2 separate regions of the Sus scrofa genome follow, and region 2 is linked to region 1. The links are chromatin contacts, called in public promoter capture Hi-C maps. All regions are on one chromosome and are shown on one strand. The core of a region is the stretch at or near the end of the contact, and the rest is flanking DNA. Distances in the headings are between cores, read along the strand shown. Region 1 holds the start of CD8B (CD8b molecule). Region 2 holds the start of CD8A (CD8a molecule).

Region 1 (2,799 bases), core at 243-2,742:
ACTTGCTCAGTGGGTTAAGGATCCAGCGTTGCTGTGAGCTGTGGTGTAGGCCGCAGATGCGGCTCGGATCCAGCGTTACTGTTCGCCTGGCATAGGCCAGTGGCTACAGCTCCAGTTAGATCCCTAGCCTGGGAACTTCCATATGCCATGGGTGCAGCCCTAAAAAAGACAAAGAAATAAAATATAAAAAATAAGGTTGCAGGTTCAATTCCTGGCTTCGCTCAGTAGGTTAAGGATCCGGTGTTGCTGCGGCTGTGGTGTTGGATGGCAGCTGTAGCTCCGATTTGACCACTAGTCTGGGAACCTCCATATGCCTCGAGTTTGGCCCTAAAAAGCAAAAAACAAACAAACAAACAAATCAATATAATTTATACGCCACAGTTATAGGACAAAGGAGATTGGCTCCGGATGCTGGAAGTGTCCTTGCCCTGCCGCCTGCTTTCAATCCCTTCAGGGACACTCCATCCCCTCTCAATTAACTCAAATCTCTCAGAGTTTAGGTCCAAACCAACTGGTCTGCAGGTTTAGGTCCTTGTTGATAAGGTGGCTTCCTCCCACTGCCCTCCCCAGGCTCCCTTGGGCCCACAGGCCCTCAGTATTCTTGGAACGCCCTCCTCCAACAGCCCAACCCCCTCCCTCTGTGAACCTGCACTTGGCCCTTGAACAGGAAGATCACCCTGATAAGTCTCCCTGCCCAGGACTGGACTGCATCACTGGCAGCCAAAGCTCCATAGCTTTGCAGCACCCACACAGCAGGAGAGCAGGGTGAACTTGAGCCTCCCCGCCGCCACACACACAGCTTCAAAGTAGACGTCTTTGTTGATCTTCTGCTGAGTCCCTGTTTCAGCGTTATTTTAACAGGAATTACACGAGTGAGGAGGGTAAAGAGAATATCATACTCTAAGCTCTTCCTGACCCTGAAGGTGTAGGTCTGGCTCTGCCCCAGGCCAGGCAGAGGTGGGGGCCCCTCTCCCCTGCCACAGCACACCCTCCTCACTATCAGACTGCATGTCTCATCAGTTAACTTTCCTTCGCCCTTACAAGTGCGTGCCCTTGAGGGCAGGGTCTAGGTCTTGGTCACCCCCAGACTCCACTGGGCCCAGGGTACCCAGGAGGCGCTCCATAACTACTCAAAAAGGAAGGAAGTGACTGGAGTTGGGGTCCTGCTCCACCACCACTCCTGTGGGGGCCTCCTGAGCATCCTGGCATCTCTGAGTCTCAGTGGCCTCCTCTGGAGTCGCATGGAGTCATGACCCTGTGCTGACCACCTTCCAGAGCAAGAGGCGATCACTCACGTGCAATTGCTTGACGCGGACAGCGGGGTCACCTCCTTACTGGAAATGCAGCCAAGACCTTTGCAATGCGGGGAGGATGAGGGCGGAGACCTCGCCATCCTCACACCAGGCTCCCGCCCCTCTTCCCGCGGGGCCCTCCCTCCCCGCTATCCCCCCTCCCCCCGGCTGCCCCGCCCGGTTCCAGCCCGCACCGTCTCAGCCGAGACCATCGGGACCAGGTGTTCCCGGGCGCGCCAAGATGCAGCCGAGGCTCTGGCTCCTCATTGCCGCGCAGCTGTCAAGTAAGAAGGGGAGACCACGGGGAGCGCGGGCGGAGGAGCGGGTGATCTGCCGCTGGCCTGAGCCAAGGCATTTGGGGAAGGCTGTCCCCCTGCGATGCGGAGCCCGGAGCCCGTGGCTGCGCGGGGCGCGGAGGGGAAGCAGCGGCAGCCACGGTCCCTGGAGGAGGGGTGGGAACCTCCCCGGAGCTCATTACCCCAGGAGTCCCTGGAGCCTCAGGTTAAAGGCTACCTTAGCCCAAAAGGCTGAGCCTAAGAGAAGAGAAGACAGGAAGAGAGGAGGGAGAACGGGAGTCCGGAGAGAGGGTTGAAGGAGCTGGGAAGGAAGAAAAGAAAGGGAGGAAAATGCCCTTGTCCGGGGCCCAGCAGGGCTGTACCCCCAGGAAGGGGCCAGGGCCCAGTTCTCACTTTGGTGCTTGACATCTGGGTACATTCCCAGGGTCCCCTGGTTCCCTAATATTTCCTGGGGGTGGATGTCATGGACTGTGTGGCCCCCAGAACATGCAGCCTTGGTTGGGGGTGGAAAGCAGAGGGGAGTCTGTCCCTCTAACCAAACCCAGTCCAACTGCCTTTTAGAAGAACCACCCCCCACAACACACACATACACACACCAAACTGCCCACTACTAACCTGTGGTTGATTTCCTCTCTTGTCCAAAAAGCCCAAAGCTGGTCCTCCTTCCAGAGGCCTGCCTGCCCAGGCTCTGACCTAGTGACCACAACAGCATCTCAAGCAGAAGCTAGTCCAGGCCGTTCAAAACTTCCAGCCTCATTGCCAGACACTTTAGAAACAGCAGGTCCCTCTGAGAATGGAATTAAATGAGACCATGCCTATGGCAAGGGCCGGCTCTGTGTCAATAGCACCGATGGGGCTCGGCACAGCCAGGGCTTTGGTCTCCAGGGCCAAAAAGCCAGTGGGTAATAGAGAGACCGGGGTGTGTCTCAGCCAGGAAGTCTTCAAGTCAGGACGTAGGTTAGAATTCTACACGGAGCCCCAGGCCCCTCGGCCCCCTCTGGCTCTGGAGGAGTCCCTGCTGGGCTTTCTGGGAAGGACTTGGGGAGTCTGCATGTTTGCAGCCCCACTCTGTGCCCAGGAGCCCATGGCAAGATCCTGGAGAGGATCACAGGAACCCTCAATTCAAGGACTGGCTTGAAGCTCCGATTCTAAGGTCCCAGACCAAGGGTTGAATCTGAATCCACTACACAGGCTGTGTGACCTTGAGCAGA
Region 2 (2,897 bases), core at 288-2,787, 54 kb after region 1:
TAAAAAACATTTCTAGGAGTTCCCTGGTGGCCTAGGAGTTAAAGGATCTGGCATTGTCACTACTGTGGCTTGGGTCACAGCAATGGCAAAGGTTCAATCCCTGGTCTGGAAATTTCTACATGCCATGGTGTAGCCATTAAAAAATTAAAATAAAAAAATTCTACATATAAAATGTTAAATGGCCCATGTTAAATTAAAGTAAGCAACTTGGACACTTTGGGTGGGGTAGGGTGGGACAGGGCATTGAAATCAAAGTGAAAAAAAAAAAAACAAAACCAAAAACCCAAAGCCCATCCAACACTGAAGTTTGGATCCCACAAGGGTGGTGCTGTTCTGCATACAGAGCTCAGCCCAAGCTGTGTTGTGACATGTGGCATCTGGGGGGTGTCTGGGACACAGTCCTTGTGGGGCAGAACTGGGGCAGGCACGTGGAGCAGATAATGCCAGGTGGTGTGTCTCTAGAATCAAGTCCCAGCAGCGTGAGGTGTGCCCACTGTGGGATTCAAAGCGGGAAGACCCAGAAGAAATGAGAGAAGGGCACCCACTATGGGGGGGAAGGTTTCAGGATGGTGTCAGACAACAAGGAAGGGGTCACATGTGTGCCAGGGTAGGACCGGGAGAACTGTGTCCACCCAAGCTAGGGATACAGAGGAACAAGGTCAAAGGCCCACAGTGAAGGAACTGGTCCTGGGGCTCAAACAGAACAGACGGTACAACAAAAGCAAGAGGAGCCCAGAGTTTGGATCATCTCAAACGCTGTCGTGGGTAAATGGGAAAGACCAGGGCAGGGAACTGGGCAGAAGCTGGGAGGAACCAGCACCCAAAGGCTCTGAAACAAGCCAGGGTTGAGCTTCCAAGCAGTCCTGAAGGTCATGAGTGGCTGAGGGAGTGAACCCATCAGATCCCCTTTAGGAGAGTAATGTTCACAGCAGGGTGGCTAGGGGGTTGGCCAGGAGAGGGACAGATGTAGAGGCTGCTGCAGTGGCCTCAGGATGGAAGGAGGTTGTGTGAAGGGGTTCAGCTGCTGGGGAACAGCCTGAAGGGTGTGGGCAGCAGAAAACTGCAAGCTAGGTGTAAGGCTTGAGTGGCTGCTGCCTGGTGGAAGTCGCCCTTCTGTAGAAGGGAGAAGGTCCTCCCTCCGTGAGGACCCCAGACTTCCCTGCCCCAGTCCCCCAGAAGTGGGCGAGTCACTAACTCTTCTTCTCAGCCCTCAGGGCCGGGTTTGTAGACCCAAGGTCCCAAAGGTGTCCGCGCTAGGGCCAATTCGGGTGAGGGCAAAGGAAAGGGACACTTCTCTCTCCTTTCCTGCTCACTCTCCCTCACTTCTTTCAGTCTCTCATCTCTGTCCTCCATCTCTGTCACACCCATAGGAGAGCTATTCCGAAGGGCATTTCCAAGCCCTTTTCCTGGTCCTCAAACCCACAATCCTCCACCGTCCCCAGCTTCCCGGCAAGGCTGCTTCGACGGTGCCCATTCACCGACCCCAGCCCCCTCTCTGGGCTGAAAGGTGACAACGACGAATAGGAGGGCGACTCTCATATCAGCAAGGCTTGAGGTGACATCACATCCTCCGAACGAGAAACCGAGAAACCGGGCTCGGTGGCCGGCCGAAGGGCGCAACTTCCCCCGTCGACGTCCTACTAGCTCTTGCGCGCCTCCAGGCTTCGAGCTTCCAGCGGAGCCGCGCCGCGGGGAGCGCGCCATGGCCTCGCTGGTGACCGCTCTGCTCCTGCCGCTGGTCCTGCAGCTCCGTGAGTTTGCGACCCTCGATGGGGGCAGGGGAGGGGCTGGTGGGGGGCGCAGGGCTCCAGGCTCAGCCTCGCTGCTTGCTCCCCCGCCCACCCCACCTCCCCCCCGCAGATCCCGCCAAGGTCCTCGGGTCCAGCTTGTTCCGGACGTCGCCGGAGATGGTGCAGGCTAGCCTGGGAGAGACTGTGAAGCTCCGCTGCGAGGTGATGCACTCCAACACACTGACAAGCTGTTCCTGGCTCTACCAGAAGCCGGGGGCTGCCTCCAAGCCCATCTTCCTCATGTACCTCTCCAAAACCCGGAATAAGACAGCCGAGGGGCTGGACACCCGTTACATCTCTGGTTACAAGGCCAATGACAACTTCTACCTCATCCTGCACCGCTTCCGCGAGGAGGACCAAGGCTACTATTTCTGCTCGTTCCTGAGCAACTCGGTTTTGTATTTCAGCAACTTCATGTCCGTCTTCTTGCCAGGTCCGGGAGCTGCCTACAGGCACGGCACCTCTCTATGTGGGGTTAGGGGCTTACGTCTGAGTCCGTTTTTCACTCGAACGCCCGGCTTTCCAGCTTCTTAGCGCCCCTGGGGGCAACGAAGATATTGTTCCCATTTCACAGACGAGGAAATTGAAGCTAGGGTGAAGCTGGGTAGGAACCGAAGATGGCTTTTTAGGTCCTCGTGATCTGGGCTCGAGTTCGGGTGCTTGTGTGATCCTGGACAAGTTATTTAAATTTTCTAAGTCTCCCTTTGCTTGTCAGTAAAATGCAGGTATCACCCCAAGCCCACGAGTTTCTGGTGGGGCCTTGGAGAAAGGCTGGGCGGAGGGGAGCGGGCTCCTGCGTTCGCGTCTGAGGCGCCGGGTGCGCTTCGCAGAGCAGGTCTCACCCCACCTTCCCCGCCCTGAGCGTAGAGCTCGCGCGGGCGGCGGTCTACGGCTTTTTCCCTGGAAAATCTGGAAGAGGCGCCGGCTGGGCAAAGGCGCGCGCAGCGGTAGGAAGGGTTCGCGCGCACCGCCTCAATCCTGCCTCCAACCACTGTTGCTCCCGCAGCAAAGCCCACCAAGACGCCGACTACGCCACCACCCAAGCGGACTCCCACCAAAGCGTCGCACGCCGTGTCTGTGGCCCCAGAGGTGTGCCGGCCTTCGGGC

The links. Promoter capture Hi-C pulls out the DNA fragments that hold promoters and counts their contacts.
Region 2: a contact with region 1 is called in a promoter capture Hi-C map of fetal skeletal muscle, with 2.2 times the contacts expected there. The contact joins the promoter of CD8A here to the promoter of CD8B in region 1. A contact is called at or near these places in 3 of 5 promoter capture datasets (fetal liver, fetal skeletal muscle and liver), 2 of 47 Hi-C or Micro-C datasets (embryonic fibroblasts and skeletal muscle) and 1 of 2 datasets of contacts at active chromatin or transcription factors (alveolar macrophages).

Annotation. Positions count from the first base shown.
Region 1 is chr3:57,966,866-57,969,664 of Sscrofa11.1, forward strand. CD8B (CD8b molecule) reads left to right here and starts at 1,493. Exons shown (of 6, transcript NR_145981.1): 1 at 1,493-1,576.
Region 2 is chr3:58,021,217-58,024,113 of Sscrofa11.1, forward strand. It overlaps CD8A (CD8a molecule), which reads left to right and starts at 1,538. Exons shown (of 6, transcript NM_001001907.1): 1 at 1,538-1,751; 2 at 1,861-2,223; 3 at 2,797-2,897. The coding sequence starts at 1,703.